2 separate regions of the Gossypium hirsutum genome follow, and region 1 is linked to region 2. A link is a contact called in public Hi-C data. All regions are on one chromosome and are shown on one strand. The core of a region is the stretch at or near the end of the contact, and the rest is flanking DNA. Distances in the headings are between cores, read along the strand shown.

Region 1 (7,423 bases), core at 119-2,618, 130 kb before region 2:
GAATTCATTTAGGGAATGCTCCTGAGGTGGCAGTCTTACATCATGCCAATTATGGGATGCTCCTATGATATGTTTTCCTTGGAAAAAGGTTGACTAAAGACCAGCCTTGAACTCCCTCCATTCTTGTGTTGCTTGCTTTTATGTTAAGCAAATGCTTCACAATATCATAGTCTTGATTGTTGATTTGGGCATTGGAAAAAAGCAGGTGATGTGAGTCTAAATCTTTATATTACATGGCCTACTCCCCATTCATTTCCACCTCAGTATTACAAATTAAAGAATGTTTAAAAAGAATTAATGCATTCCAGATGAGCATATGAACACTAACTTGGTGTGTTTGCTTCTTTTGTTTGACCATTGGAGTCCATAGTTCTTTATAGAAGCCCCACTTTCTTCCCCTTTTCATCACTTATAGAATAGAAGCTCCCGAGGTTTTAAAGATCCCTTGACTGACAGAGGAAAATGAAGATTGTAGCCATAATTCCTGTCCTTAAAGGGATTAACTGTGAAAAAGGAAAAGAGATTGTATGGATAAATCCTGCACCATGTGAAAGTACATAATGAATTTGGAAATTTTAAACTATTTTTGAGCTATTTATAAATCCAGCACTTTACCATACTTCACCTGTGCTAAACATAGAGAGCTACAAAGTGCAAAGCAAATAAATCATTGCTCACCAAATTGTTAGCAACAAAACGTATTGTGAAAATAATATGAAATACCAACATATATCATTTCTTAAACAAAGAAATCCAACTTAAAATAATACCCAACAACTTTGGAGAGAGCTACTACTCAGAGCTCTTTAAAATGTCCAATAAACAAAGATGCTGTTCAGCATCACAGTTGATCTCACATGCTCATGGATGTCACTGCATTATCGTGCAAGATGCATGTTATCGTATCCCTTAATATGCAATTTGTGCTGGTTGATGTGAACCTTTCATTGCTTTTCTTTCTTGACCAGTAAGGAGCGGCAGACATCAGAAAGCTACAATGCCAACTCAGAAAGTAGCAAAACCACATCTTCTCAGAGTCGGTAAAAGAGAAAAAAAAAAGTTATATTAAAAGGTTGTCTCAACTACACAGGGTATTGTTTTATATTTTTTTACTGCACTGCCCATTTTCAAGGACTATGCCTTTTCCATTTATAATTATATTTTTCTTCCCATGGTTGTTTTCTATTTATTTATACTTAAAAAGGATATTCGTATTAGAGTTTGGTCTATTGAACATCTTGGAGGACATCATTAATAAGAATCTTTTCTTTTTCTTAAAGGAACCAAATCTTCTTATAATCTAACTTCCTTTTTTGCTTTCAGATTCTAACTTTTGGAATTGATGAGCTATTGGTGACTCATGCACCAAAAAAGTTAGATTCAACTTCCACTTCTACACCCCCCTTTAAATACACATCATTTCCCAAAAATCATGATTCATCACAACCTCAAGAAACATTCAACAGCTCGTTGGCATTCAATTCCATTTCATTCATCAAAAAAAAAAGAAAAAAAAATGAAGAACCAGATGCTTAAACAAGTTATTGGAGTACCAATCAAAGCAGCAACTTATAGAGTTGAGAGAAGAACATCAAGGCAATACTTACCTGATGCTGCTGGCCAATACCACGTTTCATCACAAGGGTGTACAAAAAGTAGGTCTCCCTTTCAATCTTCACTAATTGTGGATTATGGGAATTTCATGTTAAAGTTGTTTCTTTTTTCTAATGAGAAACTGTTTGTAATTGCAGGCAAAGGAAACTTTGTACTCAAAAGGATGAACTTGCTAGGGAAGAAAGCCGATATGTTCGCCCATGGAGTCCGAGAGCATGGTATGAACACTCTTAAGCTATCAGTTATATTGATGTCTCTTAAGATTAAAGTGAAATGAAAGCTAAAGTTTTCATTTTTGAAACTACAGTGAGACTGGGGCCAAAGATCAGTGAAACAGTGAAGGGAAAGCTGAGTTTAGGGGCAAGGATTCTTCAAGTAGGAGGGTTAGAGAAGATTTTCAAGCAATTGTTTAGTTTCAAAGAAGGGGAGAAGCTGTTGAAGGCTTGCCAATGCTATTTATCAACAACAGCAGGCCCTATTGCTGGCCTACTTTTCATCTCATCTGAAAAGGTTGCCTTTTGCAGTGATAGATCAATCAAAGTACCTTCTGCAAATGGAGAATTTCTGAGAGTCCATTACAAGGTTGTGGTTCCAGTTGAGAAAATAAAGGGGGTGAACCAGAGTGAAAACATGAAGAAACCATGGCAAAAGTACATGGAAATTGTGACAGTGGATGGTTTCGATATCTGGTTCATGGGGTTCTTGAATTATCACAAAGCTTTCAAATGTCTGCAGCAGGTACTCTCACAGAGACTGTATGATGTTGACACTTTCTAGGTGGCTTAACAAATGTTTCATGAGATGAAACGCGGATGAGTAATCAGTAAATCACTGTTACAATTGTAAAAACAAATTGTTGTTCTAGATTGAATATACATTATACACCATCCTTAATTAAAGATCAAATTTAAATTCTATTTTATGCCAATTTTTACTAAATTGGAACTGTCCATTGTAACCTTATTAAGATACGTTTTATTTACGAGTACGTTGTGTCAGTAATGTGTTTAGTCTTTAAATAAGCCATTGGGAGAGAATTTGCAGGTATCTATGCAGGTAATTGTGCAATTGGCAACTGTAAATGTGGCAGATTTATGATTAGGACAGCAATTTTAGCAGAATTTATCCATTTAAAAATGGTTAATTTCTCTAACTTACAAATAATAAATGGATTAATAGCAGAATTTATCCACTTAAAAATGGTTAATTTCGATCAAGTAATTGCAATGCTTGTGGTAAGAGGTACGCAATTAGGGATGGTAATGGAAGAGTTGGTAGGGAGCAAGTGTAAGACCCAATTTTGGCCCGGATTACACATACAAAAAACCAAAATTAAAACAGATCATCAAATGAGTCCATTTACAAATAAGCCCAAATACCCAATTACATAAAACAGCCCAAAATACAAGCCAAGTTACAAATGGCCCAACAACACTAGGCCCAAATTCGAAAACTCTAGGGTTTCCATCTATTTCGCTCCGTAGCAATGGCCACCAACAGCCTCCATGCACCACGCAAGACCCCCGACTCGCGCATTGCTCACCCCACATCGGTGTTCTCCGCCCCCATGTCTTCACGACCTGCAGCATGAGCAAAATGGCCAAAAACCGCTTGTTTTGGGGTATAAAGCCTCTAAATTTTGATTGTAAATGGTTTTTTTAACTCTTTTTTTTTTAGAGAAATTGAATACGGATTGAGTACGAAAAAGCATGCAAACAAAATTGATTCAAACAAGATCTTTTGAAGGTGATTATTTTTCTATCTTTGATTTTCTTTCGGTTTTTTTTATTTCATTCTTTTTATATATGAAATTCAAGAAGTAAGGGAAGGGAAGTACCTGTTATCGTGAGCCTGTCGCCGGAATCGGGCCTTCATCAGTGGCCATGGCGCGACAGATCTTTGACGGGATCGGTGCCGGCTAAAAAGGGTAGAAGAGGAGGCGTGAGTTGAGAGTATCTCAAAAGTTTTTTTTTAAAGAAAAAACAAACAAGAATTGAAATGTTTTTAAGCAAAAAGTTTTGAAATAGGCTTTAAATTAAAGCAATAAAAGGGACTAGCATTGGGGGAAGGAACAGACACCCTTTTGACTTGGTCTGTGCGCCCAATTTCTTTAAATGGTTAATTTCGCGTTTGGTCCCTTCCCTCTTGCGCTGGCTTGTAATTGAAGCTTGTTTATATTTTCTGTTCTTTTAAATTGTCCCAGGAATTTGCGCGTCCATTCATTTCAGTCCGCGCTGAAAGGAATTGTTTTGGGGCATGGTTTATTTTCTTTTTCGGTCCTTGCAAATTTACGCGCGCTACATTTGGGTCCTGATTTTGGTTTTAATGGCTTATTTTACTTATTCATTGTCCCATTTAGTTTAGTTTTATTTCAATTGAGCTTATTTCCATTTCAACATGTATAATTCATTACTCCTTTAATTTATTTAACATTCAACTTTTTTTAAAAAAAAAATTATTTAAACATACATTTTGGGCTGCTTTAATAATTTTACCTTATTTTTTATTTGTTCAAATTGTAAAGTATTATTTTAAAATTCTATTTTATGTAGTATCATTTTAAATTCTCGTATAGTATATAGTTAAAATACTTTTTATATATTATTATACAATATATATATTTTTCTTTTTTTTGATAAAATTAGCTCCATTCTATATACATTATTGTTTTCATAATATTTTATGTAAATATTTTCTTTTAAATTTATTATATATATATTTTCTTTAAAATTTATTTATGTATAATTTGGCTTTCTTTTTAGGATCTTATTTTAAATTGTATATTTTATTCCTTTCGAATATTTTAGTATCTTTGTATATGTATTTTTTTTTTATTTTCTTACATGCATCATTAATCACATCAATTTGTTTTACTTGAAATTATGTTATACACTATTTATTTCGAATCCCTTCTTGTATATTATATGTTTTAATAGTTATTTATCTATTATCAGTTTTTATATACATATAAGTTATGTCGAATTTTAACATGTGTTACTCCTTGGTATATTTTTCATATGGGTTTTTGAATTGTTTTGTGAAGGTTCCTAGTTTTCATATGGTCTTATGTATTGTGAGTTTTTTTTCCTCCATAGTATATTGTTTTATATATATAATTATATTTTTATTGTTGCATCGTGATTATAATTCCCATATCCGCTTAATATCGATTGTCCTTTATTTCAAACAAATCAAGCAAGTATACTTTGACTCGGTTTTGTAATTGGTTATTTGAAATTTCACAAATCAAGGCAATGTTTTGTGTTTGGAAATTCGGGAAATCGTGCCCTAACGTGTTGGGTTTCGATTTATCCGTTTGGCCAAATAACGGAATACCCTTCTAAGAATTCGTTGCGTGTTTTGGAAATTATGAGGTGATCTCAGTTCTTGGAGGCTTAAAGTATTGTGTCCTAACGTGCTGGATGTGGTATTTTATTTCTTTGGAGCAAGTGAACCTAAAAATCCAATTTGAATTGTTCATACATTTTTAAAGGAATCGTATTTTAAATTTTTTTTCCAAATTTTCAACGATAGGACGTTCAGTAATCAATTAGTACCAATTTTGGGCGTTACGGGGGTGCTAACCCTTCCTCGAGCGTAACCGACTCCCGAACCCTCTTTTTCAATTTTTGTAGACCTAAAATTATTATTTTAATAAATCAAATATTTTATTAAAATGATCAACCTCAAGGTGATCCGATTACACCTCAAAAAAGGTCGGTGGTGACTCCATACCTCTTTTTAAAGTCGATCCCCGTTTTCCAAAATAAAAATGGTTTCGACAACTTGGCAACTCCACTGGGGACCAATAAGAGAGTCAAGCCATAAAATTGATTATTTTCTGTCCTTTTGTCGAAAATTTAAAATTTAGATTTTAACATACAATCCTTTTATTGCATTTCATGGGTTTTATGGTTTTTTCATTTTATTCGTGTTTTACATTTTGAGTTTTTTTATATCCCTTCGCATCATCTTGCATGACCGTTGTGGTCGTACCTTTTTAAGTGGGAGTGAGAAACTATGCATTCGTGAGGTTTTCACCTCCGGATGGGCTAGTGGATTGCTTCCGGGATACGTACCTATGTCTTTGTGAGGTTTTAACCTCCGCATGGCCATAGGGAAATGTATTCCCCTGAACTGAACTTGATCCGCATGAGCCTATAATGGGTGAGGGTTGAGGAATCTACTAGTTCAGGTACCATTTTCTTAGAACCGAGCCGCATATAGTGAACTCTAGGAGCCCGCCCTAGGTAGAGCTATGTTGAACTCTAGTGATTACCCAATTAGGTGTTTAATTATTTTCTATTTGCTTAAATTTTTATTTTTCGATACTAACTTGTTGTGTTTTGTTGTGATTATGTTTTGCATGTCATTTCATATTAAAGAGGTGTCGATTTTTGTTCGGTTGCTAAATTAGAAAGCTTGTTATGGAAAGCGAATTCCTTGATAAAGTAGAGGATAATGAGGCTGTCCGTATGTGGTCAGAGAAGATGCAACTTGAGAAAAGGGATAGCCTAGCTAAGGGGTATGCATCGGGGTTGTTGGGCTTCACTCGCATCAACGTGACCCAAAACGAGTTTCAAGAATTGAGGGATATATGGGCTGTTGGGATGATAAAACCAAGCAACTATTCTATCAAAGTTATGGTGACTTACCCTATCTGCTCGATATCAAGGTGGACAAGTACTTGTTTCGGGCTATGGCTTAGTTTTGGAACCCGGTGTATAGTTGTTTCACCTTCGGGAAGGTGGACTTGGAGCCTACTGTGGAGGAGTATACGGCTTTGTTTCGTTGTCCAAAGGTTCAAGTCGAAAAAGTTTATTCCAATGCTGCTAGTGCCCCAGCTTTTATAAAGAAGTTAATGAGTATCACTGGGATGAGTGAACAATGGGTTATAGCTCGAATTCATCAAAAATGTGATGGTAGGTGTGTTCCTTGGGTAATTTTGAGGGACCTGATCGTAGCACATCCAGATACAAAGAGGAAAGTTGACGTCTTCGCCTTGAGTATCTATGGTTTGGTGATTTTCCCCAAGGCTTTAAGACATATAGATGAAGCAGTTGCCGATTTCTTTGATCGACTTAATAAAGGGGTCACACCGGTGCTGGCAATTCTTGCTGAGACATTCAGATCCTTGAGTGCAGGTCGGAGGGTAAGTGAAGGTAGATTTATAGGGTGTGAGCAGTTATTGTTGGCTTGGTTCCACAGCCATTTCTGGAAGGTGGATAAGGTTTCCTATAGGGTTTTTTTTCAAGAGTTACTCCCCGTTAAAGGAGATAGCAGCAATGTCTAGGAGAGATGACATATCAGAAGAAAATTGGATCGCGCTCCTCCGAAATCTTCAGGAAGAGGATGTTAAGTGAAGAGCTCCTTAATTTGTTCCTGATGAGATCCTCTATCGGTGTGGGAGTTTTGATTGGGTACCTCTACTTGGAATTTGGAGAGCTGCTGGTTATGCCCCTTTACTCGTTTTAAGACAATACAGGTCAAGGCAGTCTATACCGATGACACATGGATTAGCCCAGAGTGAGTTCGTGTATAAGGGGAAGAATTATAAGAAGAAGGTTCAAGAGATTTCAGATACTTGGAAACAGACGTGCCGGATGAAGAGTTTGGTTATTGGATCAATGACGACTTTTGAATATAATGGGTGGTTGAGTAAAAGAGTTAATGATAATATCCCCGAGTCGAGTTTGGAGGATGTTCGTATGATGGAAGGATATTTGCAAGTAATCCCCTCTGAGCTTGAAATCGTAAAACGGGACTTCGAAGAGAAAAATACGGAGTTAGGGAAAAGATAGAACAATTG
Region 2 (7,168 bases), core at 3,981-6,480:
TTTTGCGGCATTTTAACAAAAACGCCACTAAATACATAAAAAAACGGTCACGTTTTGGTAAACACATAATAACATTTTTGTGGCATTTTAAAAGAAGCGCCGCTAAAGTAACATCTTTTGCGGCGTTTTAACAAAAACGCCACTAAATACATAAAAAACGGTCACGTTTTGGTAAACACAAAATAACATTTTTGCGGCGTTTTAATAAAAACGCCACTAAATACATAAAAAAACGGTCACGTTTTGGTAAACACAAAATAACATTCTTGCGGCGTTTTAAGATAAGCGCCGCTAAAGCAAGATCTTTTCCGGCGTTTTAACAAAAACGCCACTAAAAACATAAAAACGATTTCGTTTCGGTCAACACAAAATCCAACAAAACGGCAACGTTTTTATTATAACCCATTGAAATTTTGTGGCGTTTCCAACGCAGCGCCGCTAAAGGCTGACGTTTTCGGCGTTTTACAAAAAACGCCACTAATAAATCCTACACCACGGCAGCGTTTTATTAAAACAGAATCACATTTTGCGGCGTTTTTGACATAGCGCCGCTAAAGGATGATCTTTTCCGGCGTTTTACCAAAAACGCCAGTAAGAAATCTTACAGAACGACAACGTTTTTATTGAAACAAAATCACATTTTGCGGTGTTTTACCCAAAACGCCACTAATATATCCTATAGAACACTGCCGTTTTTATTGAAACAAAATTCCTTTAAATTAAATTTGTTTCTATATTTCAAAGTTTTAATTATTTCGTAAATTCCTTTCAATTAAATTTATTCTGGTCAACGCTATATATTTAATTTGTAAAATTTTATAATTGTGTATGAAAATAATTTTTAATAATATGAAAACTGGAGCTGGATATATATGTTTCCCTTGATGAAGAATACGTAGTTTTTTGTATTAAAGAAGACAGACCTGATAATGTTACGATAGAATCGAACAAATTAGAAGGATCAAAACAATCCGAAAAAAGTTCATGATTGGTTAATAGAAATTAATTTAATATAATTCTATTCATTTGACTCTTAATTTTAATTACTTCAAGTACTCGTGTCTAAAACTTGTTTCAAACACGTCCACGAACATATGACATTCTAAGAACCCTACAAGTAAGGGTCAAAAAAGCTTGATTAGATAACACTAATCAATCTAAACCCTAAACACATAACCCTTAAATCCCTTAAACCCTAAACCCAAATCATAATCCCTAAACCTAGCCTAGACCCTGAACCCTAACCCGTAAACCTTAAACCCCAACCCCAACCCGTAAACCTTAAACCCCAACTCATAAACCCTAAACTGTAAACCATAATCACTAAACCCATAATTTGCATAAACCTTAATTAAACCCTAAACTCCGACCCTAAACACTTAAACCATAAAACCTACATAATCCCTAACCCCTAAATCTTATACCTTAAACCATAAACCCTAAACTATAATGATAATTAATTCAATATTTTAAAAATAATACTATCTCTTTTACGATTATATAAGAAACTATTTAATATATAAATTAAAAATAACCATTCCTGTACCCAATAAACTTAATTTAAAATTATTTTAAACAACAATCTCTTCATTTTTCCCGTTTTTAATAAATATTTTTATTTATTTTTACTTTCAAAATTTCTTGTACGTGTCATTATTTTTTACTAAATAATTTAAAATATTTTAATTAATATTTTCTTAAAAACTAGAGCATTAGCGGCGCTTCTTAAAAAACGCCGCAAAATCCCCAACCAAAGACTCGAAAACTAAGAAAACGATGTCGTTGGGCTTAGGCTTTTTGCGGCGCTTTTACAAAAACGCCACTAAAGCCTCCCAAACTAAGAAAAACGATGTCGTTGGGCTTCGGTTTTTTGTGGCGATTTTTAAAAAATGCCGCTAAAACATTGAGCATTAGCGGCGCTTTCCCGAAAACGCCACCAAAGCCTCGAAAACTAAGAAAATGATGTCGTTGGGCTTAGGTCTTTTGCGGCGCTTTTTAAGAAACGCTGCTAAAGCCCTGAGAATTACTTGCACTTCTCAAAAAACGCCACCAAAGCCTCGAAAACTAAGAAAAACGACGTCGTTTGGTTTAGGTTTTTAGCGGCGCTTTTTAAGAAACACCGCTAATGCTCATTATTAGCGGCGTTTTTGTAAAAGCGCCGGTAATACTGATATTTAGCGGCGTTTTTTTTAAATCGCCGCTAATGCTTAATTTTTAGCGGCGTTTGTTGTCCAATCGCCGCTAAAAGCGCCGCTAAAAGTCTGTTCTGGTGTAGTGTAGGTAACATGCACAACGACACGTTACCTCTCTAGTTTTGACACATAACCTTAGAGGTATCTTTGAAGGGGCCTCCTCACGAGTAGGCGAGCTGGGGCAATAAGCTGAGAGGTGGAGCTAGAGAGTGGCGAATAGACTAGTTGAAGAACGGGGAGGTGGCGAACTACGAATTAGCTAGCTAGAGAACAAATGAGTTAGGGAAGGTGGCGAGCAAGCGGGGTGGCGAGCAAGCGGAGTGGCGAGCTAGATGACATCCCTTCCTCAATTGGGTCGAGATTCAAATCACCCGGGTGGACCGAATTTTAGGTTTGTGAAGTATTATATAACAGCAATATAGTAAGTGACCGACCAATGGGGTCCCAACTTAGTTGTAAAATTACCATAAACATATTATTTTTACAAAGCATCAAATATTATTTTAAAGGTATTTTTGTTTTTTGTTTCTACTTTTATATAAAATCTAAAAAAAAAATACATACATATGATGATATTTGAACCCAAAGCACAATGACATTCACTCCCTCAACTTTACTATTTTAACTAAAGTCATGTTTAATTTTCATGTCAATTTTTTATAAATTTATTACATAATTTTTTCACCCACATCGTGGGTGTGTCATAATCTAGTATGATTATATTAGAATAAAATGTAATTTATAATAATTAAAATATTTTATAACTAATTCGAGTTTTATTAATTTTAATTAAAAATATTGAATATAAAGATCGATGATAACAAAAATAAATAAAATAATAAGTAATTTATAAATGGTAAAGTTTTCATTTTATTTAATATTGATTTAGGTAGTGTTTAGAAAGTATCCCAATAATTAAATTTGGATGTGATTGTTTGTAATTATTAAGGTGTAACATGTTCGAGTAGCCATTGTAATTGATGGGTCCTCCCTTGAATTGAATGTAATTGGAGCACCCAAATTTACTTTCCAATTCTTAGGAAAGAGGTTGAAAATTGAGGTAATTACACGGGTAATTACAAGCAATTACCAATTGTCCTATGACTTTTCAAACATATATAAATGATTTAAGTTTAATAAATTATTTTTATTCAAGTTTATAAAAGTTATTTTTTATACAAAAATAATAAAATATTTTAATTCTAGGATATATAAATTATTTATTTAAAATATAATTATATATTTATTATTAGATAAAAATGCTTTGTTATTGGACATATCAAGTCCAAGCATTCCAAGCAAATTTTGACTTAATAACAAATTAGGTTTATAAAAATCATATTATAAATTCTATATTATTGTTTGGCATGTATTTCAACATCTTAAAATAAGTGTTATAAAAACTATCTAGCACTTTATAAACCAATATTTATAAAATTTATATTAATTGTGATTTAATTTGTGTGGAATAATAGTAATCAAAATATTATCAAAATAGTTATAAAATTGAGTTGCTGTTGGACCCTAATATAAGTTAATTTCAAATTAGTTGGTTTGCATCTCAATTTCTAGAGTGCTATAAAAAAATATGGTTTGGGAGAGATCTCGAAATAGATTAAAAATTGGATCTAGTAATCCATTAATATTATCATCATCACCTTGTTGTTATTTAATTTTATTTTTCTTGTAAATTATTCAAATTGTTACATACTATTTTTGTATGAAAATATTATGTAGTGATGCTAGTTATGCAATTCAAAAAATTTTCTTGTACCACATCGTGGGATACAATATCATTTGAGAGAATGTAGCCAAATACAAAAATTAAAGGCAAATTGCGAACTCTTTAAATTATGGTATTCAAAGTTACGAAATATGGTTGATAAGATATTTTTATTCAAAAAAAAGTTCCCATATTAACATTACACCTCAATATAATCTAAAAACCAACGTTAAATGATGCTGGTATGTTGCTTACTTTGTAACTTTATTCGTAGGTGGAATTGGAATGATCAATATTTTAAAGAGTAAATTGAAGAAGAAGATCCTAATAATTTGAATGATATATATTCATATTATGATTCATAGGATGAACAAATTGGTCAAGAACCAAAATATGATGATAATGGCTATATGTTAAATGTTATAGAGGGAGAGCAATTAAATAAAATTAGATATGATGTTTATTTTTCTTATTATTTTTATTAGTAATCATCTGAATTGACATTTTATATATACTGATTTGTTTTTTGTTACTTTTTTAGAATTTTTTTAAAGTATTATTGATAATTTTTATAATAGTTAATATTTAAAAAAAATGTTAAATTATGTAACTAAAGAATTATAATTTGTATCACCAAATATGACACAGAGAATTATTATGTAATTACAATTTTTTAACTAAATGCTTTTCTCGAATTACTCTTTAGTATCCAAACACAACCTTAATAAATAAATCTTAGAAGTTTGTTGATTTTTCATAGAAGAATAAGTGAGTAATTTTCAAATAATAAAATAGATTTGAATGCTTTTCCTTTTGTATTTGTGGTATTTTTTCTATGTCCTCTAGAAAAAAAAAATCCAATTGTTGATGATGACAACTAGGCATTAGGTGCAAGGTTTAAGTAGTGATTGGATTAAGGCAACAAATTATTGCAATTGAAGCAAGCTCATACATGTATATATTCTCAAGCTTTTTTTGGGAGGAGTCGGGGAAAAATCTAAGGAAGGAAATGCCTATCATGCATTGTCCCATGTGTTTCCAACTTCCAATTACAGAATAATAATAATAAAAAAGAAAGTAGGTTTGTAGACAAAGTAGCTCAATTATTAAAGGGGTTTTTGACTTGACAAAAACCCAAAGAGCCAGCCCATTTGGTATATCAGAAAATGACTGCCCAAAATTGCCTTCCATTTGAGCAATTTTTTGCTTTTGTGATGCTTGCTTGCTTGATGGTCAGTGGTCAGTCACCTAGTATCCTTTTTAAAACATGGCACCTAATCTATAAGGAATTAAGAATAAGAAACTATATTATATAGATATGGGGACCTAATTCATGCATGTATACATATGAGAAGATGGCAGAAAGTTGAGTGAAGGGTCCCCACTGGGTTAGATTAAAGGTTATGGGTCAGGCTTATTTGTCATGGTCCTTTTTATTGCCTTGGGTTCAATTTGGTAATAATTTCTAGTTTTTTGATATTTTTTGGGTGTTTTTATTTTAATCATTCAAATAAAATAAATTTATAATTTGATCACTGTCATTACAATAATTTATTGTTTTCATCATCCAATGTTAAAGAATGATTGTGCGCATGACATGTCATTAATTTTGACCTTTTTGACTCCCTGTTAGTGTTCATCATATTCTTCATCAACCCATACACATAATTCCTTTCCAACTCTTAAATAAATGAAAAACGTGTTTGAGTGTGTTCGACCTCATGTCCTTCCAGTTCTGCAATAGCAATAACACCAACTGAGCTAAGGCTCAATCAACAAATATGATATATCTATACTAATTAAAAAAATCCTTGATTGAGTTGGTATTACGAGACAACCAAGCACCAACTTGGTTAAGAAAATTACAAAAAATGTCTTTTTATATTTAAAATAAGTCATATTATTTAAGGGTATTTTAGTCTTTTTAATTTAAAAATAATAAAAAATATTCATATGGTTGGATTTGAGCTCACACCAATTACATTGGTAAAACTTTAAATTTACCACCTAACTAAGATTTAATTTTATTATGCACACTTTATTATCTTTCACCAATTGTACATCTGTAATTACTTACTATTAATAAAATCCCTAATTGAGTTAGTGTCATGAGTCTATTGGACACCAACTAGATTATAAAAATTATTAAAATATCACTCCATATTTAAAATAAGTTATATTATTCAAGGGTATTTTAATATTTTAATTTTAAAAAATAAAAATATACATATAGTGAGACTTAAACTCATAGTAATTACATTAGGAAAACCTTAAATTTATCACTCAATCAAGGCTTTATTTTGATTTATTTATACATTTAATTTTATTATGCACACTTTATTAGTTTCAACTATACATTTCATTATTTATTGTATGTTATTTTAAACACAAATTTTTTTAAATATGTAATTTCCACATGCATACACATGTGATAAAACTTCTAGCATATATGTATTGTACAAATTTCTATTAGGAAAATTATTTAGTACACTAATGGTGGTGTACTTTTTAAACTCCATAAATAAAATTAAGGGTTGATAAGTGTTTTATATAAAAAAAATTTAAAAAAATATAAAATTTTTAAAAATATTTTTGGAATAAAATAAATACCAAATATTCACTTTCTTTTTTAGTATATATTAAACGTGTAATATTTCGTTTTATAAATCAAACCAATTCAGTTTTTCATATGTGAATAAAATGAAGTGCTACTCTTTTAAAAGCTTTACATTACTTACCCAAAGTGTTAAGCCCAAAGCTCTGGGCATTCAGATCAGCAAGTGGGCTTCTCACCATGTCACTTTTTTTTTGGTTAAATTCTGTTATTAGTTCCTATTAATTTGATATTTTTAGCCTTATATTTTTAAAATTTTGAATTTCAATCTTGATTAAATTGTAATTGTTAAATTAGTTAAGTATTGATATGTGTTTGTCAAAAAGATTTTAGAATAATAGGACTTAATTAATTTAATGATTATTACTTGTGTTAAGACTGAAATTTCAAAACTTAGAAAGAATAAGGACTAAGAATGAAAAAATTGGAGAACTTGGATTAAATCTACAAATTTACATAAAATACATGGCTAATATTAGAATTTAACCAAACGGATAGGGTGAGCGTTCAATCGAATCGAGTGAAAAAATTTAGAGTTAATTGAGTTCACGAGTCCTATTTTATCATCCTAACTCAATTTAAAATTTTTTGAATTAAGTCAAGTGAAATGGAATTCGAGTTGAGTCGAATCGAGTGAAA

What was found. Hi-C and Micro-C count contacts between places; a contact is called where the count stands out from the background.
Region 1: a contact with region 2 is called in a Hi-C map of leaf, with 2.0 times the contacts expected there. The contact joins the promoter of LOC121221046 here to the enhancer-like site in region 2. A contact is called at or near these places in 3 of 34 Hi-C or Micro-C datasets (anther and leaf).

What each region holds. Positions count from the first base shown.
Region 1 is chrA03:107,887,829-107,895,251 of Gossypium_hirsutum_v2.1, reverse strand. LOC121221046 (putative GEM-like protein 8) reads left to right here and starts at 1,368. Exons shown (of 3, transcript XM_041101394.1): 1 at 1,368-1,655; 2 at 1,752-1,832; 3 at 1,922-2,553. The coding sequence starts at 1,433. The coding sequence ends at 2,391. LOC107886877 (a long non-coding RNA gene) reads right to left here and starts at 3,988. Exons shown (of 2, transcript XR_001680940.2): 1 at 3,452-3,988; 2 at 2,932-3,194.
Region 2 is chrA03:107,762,258-107,769,425 of Gossypium_hirsutum_v2.1, reverse strand. No RefSeq gene overlaps it. Among protein-coding and RNA genes, the nearest start is that of LOC107886881, 30 kb to the left of the region's middle. Within about 2 kb of position 5,230, at least 3 of the 9 cell types and tissues checked have an H3K27ac peak or open chromatin away from gene starts, as enhancers often do. A contact at or near this core is called in leaf, where this site is marked.